5 separate regions of the Mus musculus genome follow, and regions 1, 2, 3 and 4 are each linked to region 5. A link is a contact called in public HiChIP or PLAC-seq and promoter capture Hi-C data. All regions are on one chromosome and are shown on one strand. The core of a region is the stretch at or near the end of the contact, and the rest is flanking DNA. Distances in the headings are between cores, read along the strand shown. Region 1 holds the start of 6330415G19Rik (RIKEN cDNA 6330415G19 gene). Region 2 holds the start of Zscan10 (zinc finger and SCAN domain containing 10). Region 3 overlaps Abca17 (ATP-binding cassette, sub-family A (ABC1), member 17). Region 4 overlaps Abca3 (ATP-binding cassette, sub-family A (ABC1), member 3). Region 5 holds the start of Prss22 (protease, serine 22).

Evidence for each region. Promoter capture Hi-C pulls out the DNA fragments that hold promoters and counts their contacts. HiChIP or PLAC-seq counts read pairs in DNA pulled down with a chosen protein or histone mark.
Region 1: a contact with region 5 is called in a FOXA1 HiChIP or PLAC-seq map of pancreatic cancer cells. The contact joins the promoter of 6330415G19Rik here to the promoter of Prss22 in region 5. A contact is called at or near these places in 2 of 115 datasets of contacts at active chromatin or transcription factors (microglia and pancreatic cancer cells).
Region 2: a contact with region 5 is called in an HNF4G HiChIP or PLAC-seq map of pancreatic cancer cells. The contact joins the promoter of Zscan10 here to the promoter of Prss22 in region 5. A contact is called at or near these places in 5 of 39 promoter capture datasets (the HPC-7 cell line, embryonic stem cells, hippocampal neurons and 1 more) and 1 of 115 datasets of contacts at active chromatin or transcription factors (pancreatic cancer cells).
Region 3: a contact with region 5 is called in a promoter capture Hi-C map of the HPC-7 cell line. The contact joins the enhancer-like site here to the promoter of Prss22 in region 5. A contact is called at or near these places in 3 of 39 promoter capture datasets (the HPC-7 cell line, cranial neural crest and frontonasal cranial neural crest) and 1 of 15 datasets of contacts at CTCF or cohesin (embryonic stem cells).
Region 4: a promoter capture Hi-C map of liver shows a contact between it and region 5, with 2.5 times the contacts expected there. The contact joins the enhancer-like site here to the promoter of Prss22 in region 5. A contact is called at or near these places in 10 of 39 promoter capture datasets (3T3-L1-derived adipocytes, the C10 cell line, the HPC-7 cell line and 7 more), 1 of 15 datasets of contacts at CTCF or cohesin (the NIH/3T3 cell line), 1 of 484 Hi-C or Micro-C datasets (embryonic stem cells) and 4 of 115 datasets of contacts at active chromatin or transcription factors (bone marrow-derived macrophages, embryonic stem cells, pancreatic cancer cells and 1 more).

The regions. Positions count from the first base shown.
Region 1 is chr17:23,549,533-23,552,232 of GRCm38.p6, reverse strand. 6330415G19Rik (RIKEN cDNA 6330415G19 gene) reads right to left here and starts at 1,434. Exons shown (of 2, transcript NR_126484.1): 1 at 1,333-1,434. It overlaps n-TRccg2 (a tRNA gene), which reads left to right and starts at 1,898; the gene lies at 1,898-1,970. It also overlaps the pseudogene Casp16.
Region 2 is chr17:23,599,413-23,602,112 of GRCm38.p6, reverse strand. It overlaps Zscan10 (zinc finger and SCAN domain containing 10), which reads right to left and starts at 1,287. Exons shown (of 7, transcript NM_001289481.1): 1 at 1,154-1,287. It also overlaps a transcript of Zfp13 not described here.
Region 3 is chr17:24,328,787-24,331,486 of GRCm38.p6, reverse strand. It overlaps Abca17 (ATP-binding cassette, sub-family A (ABC1), member 17), which reads left to right. Exons shown (of 31, transcript NM_001031621.3): 6 at 2,699-2,700. Among named protein-coding and RNA genes, the nearest start is that of Abca17, 21 kb to the left of the region's middle. Within about 2 kb of position 1,421, at least 2 of the 459 cell types and tissues checked have an H3K27ac peak or open chromatin away from gene starts, as enhancers often do. A contact at or near this core is called in the HPC-7 cell line, where this site is marked.
Region 4 is chr17:24,358,405-24,361,104 of GRCm38.p6, reverse strand. It overlaps Abca3 (ATP-binding cassette, sub-family A (ABC1), member 3), which reads right to left. Exons shown (of 33, transcript NM_013855.3): 3 at 16-217. Among named protein-coding and RNA genes, the nearest start is that of Gm25618, 2.8 kb to the left of the region's middle. Within about 2 kb of position 1,259, at least 13 of the 459 cell types and tissues checked have an H3K27ac peak or open chromatin away from gene starts, as enhancers often do. A contact at or near this core is called in liver, where this site is marked.
Region 5 is chr17:23,996,680-23,999,379 of GRCm38.p6, reverse strand. Prss22 (protease, serine 22) reads left to right here and starts at 1,280. Exons shown (of 6, transcript NM_133731.2): 1 at 1,280-1,457; 2 at 2,043-2,069; 3 at 2,543-2,700. The coding sequence starts at 1,376.

The DNA of each region.
Region 1 (2,700 bases), core at 185-2,684, 450 kb after region 5:
GGTCTGAAGCCAGTTACCCAGAATGCTCTCTGCTTCCCCTCCTCACTTCTTCCACCCACAATAGGCCACTGAAGGTTGGGATGTCAGCCCAAGGTTGACTCTGACCCCATCCCCTCACCTAGGCTGTGTGGCTTATCGGGATGAAAAGGGCTCGGACTTTGTCCAGACACTGGTGGAGGTCATCAGAGCCAACCCTGGAAGAGATCTCCTTGAGCTGCTGACTGAGGTGTGAGGAACGGGGTTAGGAGGGGAGAAAGAGGGGCTGGATCTGTGGGAGTGTTCTCATTACCTTCCACTTAACCCAGGGAAAGGAGAAGCAAGGAGAAGGCTCTCTCTCTCTCTCTCTCTCTCTCTCTCCCTCCCTCCCTCCCTCCCTCCCTCCCTCCCTCCCTCCCTCCCTCCCTCCCTCCCTCTTGCCCTCACATCAAGAGATGCTCAAATACAGGGCACATTGGTCAGACAAACTCAGCAGCAGCTATTACATACACTAAATAAAGTTCAGGAGAGGAGGACACCAGAAGCCATTGGGAGGAGGGGACTGAGGTGGGGGGTATACTGGGAAGTAGAAGGAGCCAGCAGGGGGTGCAGGAAGGGAGGTGCCACTGGGTTGTTACAGAATAGGGTCAGTTCATTTGTACAGTTTTGCAGGCTAATAGGGAGGTCCTCTTCTTGTGTTGAGGTCAGGGTGGGCAATGCTGGTCTGGCTGATTATATGATTATATATATGGGGTGGGGAGCCTTTCCCTTTGGGTGGGGGACTTTTTGGTTGAGAGCAAGGAGCTCATGTAAAACTGCTGGGTTAGTATTAGGCTCAAAGATGATTAGGTAGCACTTGAAATTTTAGGCTTACAGAACAACAGACACAAGAGTCGGTCATTGAGGAGCATGCCTGTAGCTGGGAGGTAGTGGCAGGACCAGAGACTGAGACCAGCCTAGGATTCATAGACTATTTCAGAAAGTATCGACCTCTCCGCAAAAACCCCTCCAGCAGACAATGACTGCAGTGGGTGTGATGGACTGAGCCCCTCAGGGCCTAGCTGAGTGTCAACAGGGTCAACAGGCGGGTGTGTGAGCTGGACGTCCTGGGGCCAGACAGTGATGAGCTGTGCAAAGCCTGCCTGGAGATCCGCAGCTTGCTCAGGCGCCGGCTCTGTTTATAGGACGAGCAACCTCACCACTTCCCCTACATCCCCTCTTCACACCCTGTCATCGATGCAGCAGTTTGGGCGTGGGAGCTCACATAGCGCCAATAAATATGTATGTGTTCATGATCGGCGTGCTCCGGAAAATGTATGCTCTTTCTGAAATACGTGAGATAATGGGGAAAGTTACCTGGTAGTAGATAGGGGATCGACTGTGCTCTCGGGAACCAGAGGTTGAATCGGGTCTGTGCTTCCTGTCTGGGACTACGGAACCTCACAAGGCTGACCTGGATATGCTGGGAGAGGCTTAGGGAGAAAGAAGTTCTGGGAAGGATCATCTCCGGAACTATAACTCTCGCCTCGCTGAGTCCCTGATGCGGGCGGTCTCAATCTCCACATGGCGCTGGGGCCATGGAGTTGCCAGAGAGGCGAGCCAGCACGGGTCTGGAGACTGGAAAAGACAATTGTGGATACTTCAGTGACGTGATAGGGCAAGTTCATGTGGGTTGTCCCTGGTCTTGAGTTGAGGGCCAGCCAATGGAGGAGATCTGAAAGACGAGCCTCTAGGATCCGGAAGGGCTTCTGCTGACTGACTGCTCAGGAGTCTGATTATATCGGTTCAAACTTGTGGAGGCTCCTTTGAGACTGTCACTAAATAGATTGGCTCAATAGGTAGGATTTTTCTTTGGTTTAAGCATGCGCAGTAGGCGCTTGAATAAGTCTTATGGAGAGAGCTAAGGCCTGAGTCAGTGTAGGGCCGCGTGGCCTAATGGATAAGGCGTCTGATTCCGGATCAGAAGATTGGGGGTTCGAGTCCCTTCGTGGTCGCTGCGTGCATTTGCTTTTTAAAAACCTACCTTAAAATTTCCCATTCTCAAATTTGCTTTTCAAACTCTTGTCTGGTACCCCGGAAGGAAGACCAGCATGTTTGTATTAAGTAGGTGAAGTTATTATCTCAAGACAGACTACGAGCAGCTCGAATTAGTGCCAAGGAAAGGAACCGAATAGATGCTAGATTGGATTGCTTACGTGGTGGGTGGGAGGTGTCCCAAGGGAACGTTAAAGACATTTGATTAAAATAAAAAACTCAGTAGGCTATCTGGGTGAATGCAATTGTCACTGAACTGAACACTTGAAAATAACTAAAGCAGTAAATTCGGTTTATATGTCCACAGCTTTAAAATCCATGAAACAGTAAGAAAATTAGATTTCTTACAATGTCCAGGCACACCTGTAATGCCGGTATTTAGGAGGCGGAGGCAGGGGAATTAAAAGCCACTGGGCTACATGAGATCCTGTCTCAACAACAACAGAGGCGTCTCCTTACAGGTCCAGTGTAAATATAAATTTTTAAATAGCAAGAATATGTCCCAGATTGAGTTGACATTTAACCTGGTGTGTGTGTGTGGGATATCTCTATTTAAGGGATTCGGTCTAAGTGGAACCGTTGTCATCCCTACAACTCCCAGGAGAACCACAGAATGGGAGGGCGGGGTACCAGCTCACGTGACAGAGCCTTGTGCAGAATAATTTTCTCTTTAATGTTACAGTGGCTTAA
Region 2 (2,700 bases), core at 38-2,537, 400 kb after region 5:
TAATTTCTGGCTCACACACACAGGAAACAGCATTGCATTTCGCTGTCTGAAGAAGCATATGAAATATGATATGGAGGCGCTCCAGGCTCAGAGCGTGGCTGCTTTTCCGGAGCTCATGAGACTTCAAGTCCCAGAACTCACATGGCAACTCCCAACTGTTGGTGGGACCCAGTTCCCTCTTATAGTGCGCAGATGCACATTCATACAAACCCTCTGTATATAAAATAAATAAACCTTAAAAAAATAAAAACAATTAGAGAGTGAAGTCACTCTGGCCACTCTGCAGCAGATGCTCGTGAGTTCCAAGCGTTTAGCAGCCCAGTCAGTTGCCTGCTGCTCACTTCATCCCGCCCGGACTCACTTGCTAGATCAACCTATTAATCCTACAGGTTCAGAGAGTCCAAGGTGATTTACTCACAGCTTCACCCGGTGCTGCAATACTGCTTGCTAAAGTGGAAATGGGGTTCCGAACCCACTATTTGCGTCCTACCCCATGAAATTTTGCCAGTATTAGCTTGGAGTATGACAGCATAGATAAGAAAGAGAGAATTCTAGATTCTGGTCAAAGGCCCGCCTAACCACACAGCAGCTGGAATTTCTAGGTGAGGACTTGCCAGAGGTTTCCAAGAGATGGAATTCAGGCAAGTAGGCCTTAGAAAGCCTGTCCCTCCCCCAGGTCTCCAGGACAAAAGGCCTATTAATATGCACCTCTGTAGGGGGTTGGCTGGGTGTGGGGCGAGAAAGCTCTTTAGTGAAATCTGGCCGGTCTAAATTTGTATGTAGGTACTGCTATAAAATCCACCTACACACTAGGGAGCTAGAGTGGTCCTCTGCAAGAAATAACCCCCTTTCTCTGCTAGCAGTCTAACTTGCTCAACTCTGTTAACTTGTTTTTTTTTTTTTTTTTTTTTTTTTTTTTAAGGCAGAGATCCCCTTCTGGTGCTAGGAACGCATGGCATCGTCACTTCTGGGACCCTCCCTCATGTCTCCAAGGCCACAAATGCATCATGCTGTGTGGCCTTGGAGTCTCCAGCACGAGTTACCCGCTCATTATAACCAAGACTTTTCTAGCTCTCAGCCTACCAGTAGGTCCCCCGAAACACCCTTCACTCTCCACAGTGCTGTAAGCCTACACCCCAGCCCTCCAACTCACCACTCCAGGTACCGACGCCTGAGGCCGAGATGTTTGGGGATCCTTGGGAGAATTCAGGGTAAGAGGCAGCGTAGCCTAGTTTGGGAAAGGAATCCCGGGAAATGGAACAGGAAGTTCCCTGCCTGACCCATCCCTTTCAGGTAAGGGGATAAAGGGGCTTCCAGGAATTAACCCTTCACCTCCCAGTCTGGGTGGGGTAAGGAAGAGGGAGGAGCCAGAAACAAACCAAGGGAAAAGTGATGACTCCAGATTCTAACTTTGCCAAGCTTCTGTAAGAGTTAAGTTACTCTAAGCCAGAGCTTCTCCATCTACGCGGAGACAGACTGATGCCCTTTTGGGGCCAAGAGCTTCTGTTTTACGTGCTTGCTGTGTGTAGGCCTCTTTGCTTGGCTTTTCATTCATACAACAAATATTTATCTACATGTTTATTAAACAGCAGGCTCTAAGGACATGGAGCTAAACTGAGGAATGAGGCCCTGCCCCAGGTGGATTTGGGGTGTGGGGGTTGCATTCCAAGGAACAGATGAGACTGCAGTTGTAAGAAAATAAAATAGGTCAATTAGAGTGGAAAACACCTTTAATTCCAGCACTCAGGAGGCAGAGGCAGGTGGATCTCTTATTAGTTCAAGACCAGCCTGGTCTACATATTGAGTTACAGGTTATAGTTACGTGGTGAGACCTTGTCTCAAAGTAGAAAAGGAGGGGGACAGAAGGCAGGTGTGATGGTTTACACCTGCAGTGCTATCTTTTCCAGGTTCAGCTAAGGCTGGAAGAGTGCCCTGAATTCCAGATGGGCTTGGTGTAACAGAGTGAACTTGTCTCAAAAACTCAAAACCAAAGGGATACATCTCAGTTGGTAGAATGCTTTCCTGCCAAGCAGGAAGCACACATCATAAAATTGGGCATGATCGTGCACACTTGTAATCTCTGCATCTGGGAAATGGAGGCAGGCCTCTTTCAGCTAATATGAAGTCTGAAGTCACTGGGCTACATGAAATCCCGCCTCAAAACAAACAAACAAAAACCTGGGCCACTGACTTCCACAAGTAGTCCTCTGACTTCCACATGTGCCCCCACCCAACCTATAAATAAGTAAATAAATAAATGTAGTGAGAAAAAAATTAAAACATACACCGACAAGAAGATGTGATAAAGATGAGTGTTCCTCAGTCCATATAGCTTTTAAAAGTCTCCCCCACCAGAATCCTGCTAGTGGCTTTGTCCTACTAACAGCGCCCTCCGCCTCGCCCCGCCTCTCAGGAGAAGTTACCTCCACAAACCCTTTGGAGCCCACTTTAAAGTCAAACTCTCCCCTTTGCATTGATGGGCTTTCTTAGTTACATGCTCCCAAATACAGAGGAGGATTCCTTCCGGGAATCAGTGGTGCTATCTGGAGTGTCCACCCCGTTCTAGAGTGCACTACATCACTCGCGGGGTCAAGGAAACTCGGCGCTGGTCGCCCCCAAAGCCCTGATGTCTCAGACTGTCGTGACTAGGCCCAGCCTTGCTCTGGCTGCTCCTAAGTTTCCCTGCTAGGGTCAGCATCC
Region 3 (2,700 bases), core at 172-2,671, 330 kb before region 5:
CTTAACACATTTATCTTGTTTAAACATGCCTCATTCACTACCCAGTAAATACCCAATAAATTACTTCTTGTAATTTCTACTTTCCCTTAAATTTGATGATGGAGGAACATCGGCTATACGCACTGCTGCAGACCTCCCTCTCTGCCTGCCTGAGTCACTTTAAATATTCCACTCCTGCTTTGGGGGATATCTCCAGGCTCTGCCTCCAGAATTCCTGAACCTGGGGCTAGGGAGATGGTCCAGCTGGTGTAGTGCCGCTCCACAAGCTGAAAACCTGAGCTGAGTCCCCAGGGCTCCTGTGAAAAGCTGGGTGTGATGCCACGTTTATAATCTCAGCAATGGGAGGCAGAGGCCAGCTGATTCCTGGGGCTCCCTGGTCAGCCTAGCCTAATCATCTACCCCCAGTCCCAGCAAGAGACCCTGTCTCAAAAACAAGGTTTAGTGCTCTTCAGGGACAACACTAAAAGTTGGCCTCTATCTTCCACACACATGGGGACAGTGGCAGCAGTGGGGAATGGGAGTTCTGAACACATGGCCCCTGCATGACCCTGCTTGACCCCTGTGTTAGTTAAGGCTTCATTTGATCTTACTTGCTCTTTCTGAATCTTTAGGTCTCTCTTAAGTTCTAATTCCATCCACCTTGCCCACCCGCAACTGGGGTGGGTGGGTGGAGGGAATAGCGGCAGCTTCTTCCTTGAGATCTCATGGTCCTAGCTGGCTGTGCCAATCCCCACTCCTTCGTTTCCCTTTCTGGAGGAGGGAATACACATAGGACTTCTAGAGATGCCTCACCTGAGTTTAAGGCTACCTGCTTATCCTTAGCCAAATACGGAGGGGAAGTGCCCTTTCTCAGGAAACATCCTGTATGTACTCGATAATAAATACCACAGAGCCAGAGTGTGAAGGGACAAGGTGCTCTCTACCTTGGAAGATCCTTGTATAGAACATGCCTTGTCTTTTCTGCCAAAATTTGTTTTCTGCCAAAATTTGTTTTCTGCCAAAATTTGTTTTCTGCTGGGTAGTGGTGGCGCATGCCTTTAATCCCAGCACTTGGGAGGCAGAGGCAGGCAGATTTCTGAGTTCAAGGCCAGCCTGGTCTACAAAGTAAGTTCCAGGACAGTCAGGGCTACCCAGAGAAACCCTGCCTAGAAAAATGAAAACAAACAAACAAACAAACAAACACCCCAAAATCCCCCAACAGAATTTGTTTTCTGATCATTGCTCCATTCCCCGGCCCTCCAGAGGCCCCTCTCTATCCTCTATGGTGTTTGATGAGGTCTCTGGGAACATCTTTCTCATTTCCTGAGAAAGGGCACGTCCCCTCCCTATTTTGCTAAGGATAAGCAGGTAGCCTTAAACTCAGGAGGTAAGGCATTCCTAGAAGCTCCTATGTCCTACAGGACTCTGAAGCTGGCTTGTGACTCAGCATTCTCTGCAGGAAGCTCTGCTGGCTTTCTGAAACTTTCCAGCGTGAGTAAAGGAGTCTTCCTTAGTGACTGCTTTCTGCCATCTTGTCTGCTGTGGAAAGGAACATAACTGTATTTAACAGTGTAGATGTCCCCACCTGGCTCCCAGTTTCCTGGACCTGGCCACTCCATGACAGCCCCCAGCTCCCTCTCTGACACCTCTAGACTTGTGGAGAAGTCACAGCACACCACTGAAAGGCTCTTTCCTTCACACAGAGCAAACGATTCCTGAGTGAGGGCCCAGGAGCCAATTCTCACAGGAAGGATGCAAGCTCTCCAGTTCATTTTAGGTTTCTTGGATGCCCTATTTGTGAGAGGTTAAACATGGACACCAGTTAAACAACTAACTATTCTTCCAAAATTGAGGTATTGTCAACACCTCCCTATAGGATGACTGCACAATTGTCTTGAAGCCTTTGGCCTGCAGGCCAAACTGGAACCCAAGTCTCGGTACTCAAGTTCCTACCCTGATTCCACAAAATATCCTGTAATTGTTTACTGAAACACTCCTGCAAAACAAACAAGAGTATGTAGCATTAGCCAAGATGCTGTCCAAGTTATTAATAACCATCAGTTTGTCCTTCCCTTTCTCAGTTTGACAGATCTGGAGGTTTGCCCATATCTAGACAATGGGACATAGTGGTCATCTCTACTACAGGGATAACATCCCCCTACCTGAAGGCTGCTTGCCCTTGCTTGGAACTAGAGCAGATATCATTCCAGGGATCCTTGCTGTGCAATCTTTTTTATCGAAAGCTGGAACACCACTACACTGTTGAAAAGAGGGCTGCTTATGATAAGGACAGTGCTTGTAGCTTGCCAGCAAAATACAAGAATGTAATCCTTTCTTTATGCAGCAGTCAGCACAATCAGGAAGTCTGTGTCTTTCAAATGCATTGAGTTTAACCATCCTGTATGTACTGGATAATAAATACTGTAGAGTGGATGCTCTGTCCACAGAGCCAGAGTGCGAAGGGACAAGGTGTTCTCTACCTTGGAAGATCCTTGTATAGAACATGCCTTGTCTTTTCTGCCAGAATTTGTTTTCTGATCATTGCTTCATTCCCCAGCCCTCCAGAGTGGCCCCTCTCTGTCCTCCATGCTGTTTGATGAGGTCTCTGGGGACATCTTCTGGCTTCTGTCTTAACGACTAGCCAGGAGCCACCTGAATTTTCAGTCTTTTCAGTCTTCAATCTTTACTTTCTTACACCTGACACTCTGTTTTCTTGTAGGC
Region 4 (2,700 bases), core at 10-2,509, 360 kb before region 5:
GCACCAGAAACTGACCTTAGTTCCAGGAAAGGTTGGCTGAAGGTGTCACTGCAAGGCTACGGGTGAAGTCGCCTGGCGTCAGCAGTTCTACACAGATGACCCTGGGGTGGAGCCAGTGGTCCCCTGGACAGAAGCAACAGCCCTAGGGAGCAGGAACGCTGAGATCTCCAGGGACATCTGGAGGGACCTGGGGCTCACGGGCATGATGTGCTGGCACCTTTGGTAGATGAAGGGTGCTTCAGCATAATTTGAAAAATAACCATTAAACACCTCTTTCCAAGTTAGAAACCAAGAGAGCCACATGAGTTCCGACTTTGTTTCTTAGGGACCAGGGAGTGTAGATCAGCAGTAGGGCACATGCCTAACATTCACAAGAGCCTGGTTCAAGGCCCCCAGCGACACTCAGTAAAGAATCCCACTAAAAGAGAACAGCTCTGACACCGGAGAGGTGCAGAGCTACAGGGTGCATAGAGACAGTGGTGCCTGGCATTGTATGCTCATGGCTACTAATCTGGCTCTGGCTCCGAGTATTATCATCCTTGACAGATGGAGAACAAAGGAAAGTACTGACCAAGAGCAAACTGCAAAGCAAGCAGTGTCAATGCTTGAACCTCAGCCTGTCTAAGCCTCTATCTTTTATATATAGGACATATATTATAGATACATTATACATTTATAGATAAAGTAGAAAATATGTATCTTCCATATTCTAGACTCAGTGAACATCCTCCTAGCGGTTTTCTGTATCGCTTCTGGAATGTGACCCTAGAGTCAGTCCCACCTCCTCTTCACTGCTTTAATTTGCTCCCATTTCCCCCCAACACCCTGCTTACTGCTTTGTCCTCGTTAAGCCTTATCTGAAGTCTCAGTGAAGGCATATTTGCACTTGTGCATGTTCTGTTTGAGCAAAGGCATCTAAAAGAGATCCTAGAATTACAAAATCTGGAACACTTCCTGGTTACGAAAGTCAATGTATGCAAGGGAAGGAAGTTAAAGCTCCTTAACAGAGAGTCCTCAGAAGTGGCAGTGGCTGAGATCTGAGGCTGGCCTCAGGGAGAGGACAAGAGCCAGAGACTCTAAGGCAAGCAGCAAGACTCACTGGGTCACTTTAGCTCCCCACCCCCTACAAGAATCCTCTGAGAATGTCCAACTGAAGAGGGCTCAGCTAGCTCCTGAGGAAACATTCAGAAAGAGAAGGCAGTCCCCCCACCCCCACCGCCCTGCTCCAAAGCCTTGTTTGTTCTTGGTTAAAATATCAAATATTGCACAAGGCAATGAGTATTTCAATGCTTGTATTCGAAGTGGGCAATCAAATGGGTATAAAGCAAGGGCTGATTTCTGAAAACTCTGTTGGCAGGTTGTAGGAGTCCTGTCAAGATGGTCTTTCTCACGGTCGCTCTTAGCTTGGGGACTAGGGTTGTGCCAGCCCATGAGCCCTGTGGTGCATCTGCTCGCAGTGAGCTGGAAGAACCCCAGTCAGTGCCTGGATTAAAACCAGGGCCCCATGCACACCAGGCAAGAACTCTACCACTTACCCACCATGGCAGCTTCCCTGAGCTCTGTCATCTGATTTCTTGGTGCCACATAAATGTTTGTAAGCTTGGTGTTGAGGGTACTGAGGGGCCTAAAAAAACAGTGACAGGGAGCCGGTGCCAGGCCCTGGGTTTGTGCCCAGCACTGGTGCACTTCCCTTCACAAAGTCACAGCCATGAAAAGACGGAATAATAAGGCCATGAGTAGGCCGTGAGGTTGTGCAAAGAGACTGACAGCCACGGTGCTTCACATTGGTGTATGACAGAGGTGGCCACTCTCGGTGCCCTTCCTTCAGCACGAGGAACTACTTTGCCCTACTTAAGATGCTCTTAGGAAAACATCTGATTATCAGTCTGGAGAATTCCCAGCAGCCAGCCAGGACCAAAGGTCTGTGTGCACGCACCGAATGTGCACTGAATGTACTTAGTTAATATTTGCTGACAGAATCTGTGGCTTTTTAGAATACAAAACCAAAGCATTATTCGTTCAATGAACATTTGCCAAATGTATGCTGTGATGGGTACAACACACTAAGTAAGGATTTACCAATGGATGCAATAATGCTCTCAATCCAAGGAGTTTACAGTCTGTAAATACTTGTCTCTCTTATAATTGTTGGATATTAGGTCAAGACAGTTTCGTCAAGGTTTCCATTGCTTTGAAGAGACACCATGGCCATAGTAACTCTTACAAAGGAAAGCATTTAACTGCGGCCAGCTTACAGGCCTAAGTTTAGTCCATTATCATCATGGAGGAAGCATGGTGACATACAGGCAGACATGGTGCTGGAGAAGGAGCCAAGAGTCCTACATCTGGATCAACAGGCAGCAGAAGAGAGAGTAAGCCACTGGGCCTGGCTTGAGCTCCTTAACCATCAAAGCCCACCCCCAGTGACACACTTCCTCCAACAAGGCCACATGGCCTAATGCTTCCACATAAAATCCTGGAGTAGACAGGAATTAGCTGTATGTATACAGGACAGAAAGTAAGACAGACAGAGGGCTGGCTGACCATGGTGCTCAAATTGCTTTATCACTGAGGGGTCACAGGAGGATCATGGAAAAATGAAGGGACATTTGTGAGAAACACTCCGTTACCCTGAACATGGACTTGTACCTGACAGTAGCAAACAATGAGACAGAGATGAAAGCAGACTGAGGAGGCCGC
Region 5 (2,700 bases), core at 31-2,530:
GTGGGCAACACAGGGACCTGCAGGGCCAGCTCTGGGCAACTTGGAGGCCCAGGTCAGGGAACTCCCAAGAGAGCTGCAGCTGGCCCAGAGGTGGGAAGAGATCAACCTCTCTTTCTTTCCCTGGGTTCAGTGTTACTGTAGCTGTTCCCACACTTATTCATGGTCTTTTCTTCAGAGTAAGTTTTGTGGGCTATCCCAAGGAGAGTCAGGCACCTCCGATCCTGCTGGGGGGGGCCACTAAGTTCCCACGTCAATCCAGTGAGCAGCCAGGCTACGATATCCCCGAACCAGCCCAGGTTTCTTGGGTGATGAGGGAGCTTGGGGACGGCACAAAGTGGGGTGCAGAGCCTCAGACTGCAGTACTATTTTCACTGAACCCATTTCCTCCACAGCCAGGTCTGATCCCAGGATCTAACCCTGGGGAGAGGAATACATTTGTTTGGGATGATGTCGCTGGTTCCTGCTTGACGTGAGGGTGTCATGAGTATAGGACACTTAGTCAGGACAATCCACACCAGCCTACAGCACCTAAGCTTCCCAAAGCCCAGCTCCCTGGTCCTTTGTGTGTGTGTGTGTGTAGGTCCCATGGTGTGAACGTGACCACAGGGTTAGTTCTTCCCAAGTGTGTGTGGGGCGCATAGGCTGTGGCTCTTGCTTTGGGCTTGGCCTGCTCCCTGGAGTTCAGGTGAGAAATGAGTCACCGGAGGGTCACCTACAGTGACAACTGAGAGGAAGTGCCAGGGACAGCTTGGCCAAATGGCCAAGAGGCCATTATGCCCGTCCCTTTGGGGCCTGAGTCACAGCTTTCGGGGAAGTGGGCTAACGGGATTCCAGGGCCCCAAGTGTCTGTCTTGAGTCATGGAAGCAACCAGGGCCCTGGACATGGGCCGTTAAGGAACAAGGTCCCCCTGGCAACCCCAGCCATTTCAGACTGAGTCACTTCCTACCCCAAACAGTCTGCAAACTACAGGGCTCTTTCTCTGTTTACCTGGGAGTCAGTGTTAAAACCATGCCCTAGGCAGTCAGCAAGTCTCTACTTTCCCCCCTCACCCCCCAACCCCCCATGCAGGGTGACCCCGGGCATACAACTGATCTGGAGACCCCCATCCAGTCTCCTGGTAGCATCCCTAGAACCCAGTAACTGGTTGCTTCCTTCTGGCAACCCCACCTCCTCCTTGACCCACAGTCTGGGTGGCCCAGTCTCAGGCACCTGGGGGACTGGTCCAACAGCATTCTTCCTCACAGGATAAAACCTGGGGCAACCTGTAGGGAACCCTACACACTACAGCCACCCGTCCTGCCAGTCTCAAGCAACACAGCCCTTAGGTCCTTTGAGCCGGCCAGCAGCCTTGCTGGGTCTCCACCCATACCAGCAATGATGATCTCCAGACCTCCCCCAGCACTGGGTGGGGACCAGTTCAGCATCTTAATCCTTCTGGTGCTGCTGACTTCCACAGGTGAGCCCCAAGGGCCTGCTGCTCCTCCTCCCCACATCCTCTCTTCCCTCCTCCTCCTTCCCACAGTCACCTCCTCTTCGCCAGCTCAGCTCAGCTCCTTCCCTTGAGTTCCGTCTCTCTTCTTTCCTCTGTTGCCTTTCATCATCGGCTCCCCATGCCTGTCTCCGTTCTCCTTCCTCTGGCATGTGGTCTGCCTCAGTTTCCCTAGCAGCTATGAGGATTGAATGCATGTGAGTGCTCTGGTCTCAGTGCCTGCTCAGGAGCGCCTCTCACCGCTTCCCTGTGCCCTCCATCTCCTGTTTCCTCTTCCTCCTCTATTTCCATCTTGGGTCTCCTTCTGTTCTGGAATAGGAAGGCAGCTGCCTGGGCTTTCATGGGAGCTGGGGGAGAAAACCTGGGTGACAGTGTGTGTGTGTGTGTGTGTGTGTGTGTCTGTGTGTGTGTGTGTGTGTGTGTGTGTGTGACAGGTGGTGGAGCAGCGAACAGTGCTGGAGGGCCCAGGCTGAGTCTGTTTGGGAAGGTGGGGGAGTCCCCAGGCATGGGGCACAGGGCTCCTCACCACTTTCTTTATTCTCTTGCTCTCAGCTCCCATCAGTGCTGCCACCATCCGAGGTGAGTGTGATCAGGTTGCCTGGCTGGGTGGGGGTGGGGCAGTGGTGTGGACAGTCTTTGTATCTGACTCTATAGGGTAGGTCAGTGTGGGGACCCCAGTCACAGGGGAGCATGAGATTGAAGAGGATGGGATGGATACAGGCAAGAGGAGTTGTGTGGGTGGGTGGGGCTTAGGAAGGTGATGAATCTAGAGAAGGGAGGACAGAAGGGTGAGGGACCAACAGAACCAAAAAAATAAAGGTTAAGGGGAGTGGGAGGGAAGGCCAGATAAAGGAGAGAAGAAGGCAAGGGCCAGTCCCTGATAACTAAAGGGGACAGGGACAGGGCAGGCAGGCACTCTCCCTGCAGCAGCAGGCTGTGCTGGACACATGCTGTGCTGGGCACAGGTTTGAGGCCTTGCAGGGGGGTTGACAGGCAAGTCAGAAGACAATTGTGTCTACTGAGATGACAGAAGATGCCATCCCTTGTGCCAGTGTCCCCAGACTGTGGGAAGCCTCAGCAGCTGAACCGGATTGTGGGAGGTGAGGACAGCATGGATGCCCAGTGGCCCTGGATTGTTAGCATCCTCAAGAATGGCTCCCACCACTGTGCAGGCTCCCTGCTCACCAACCGCTGGGTGGTCACAGCCGCG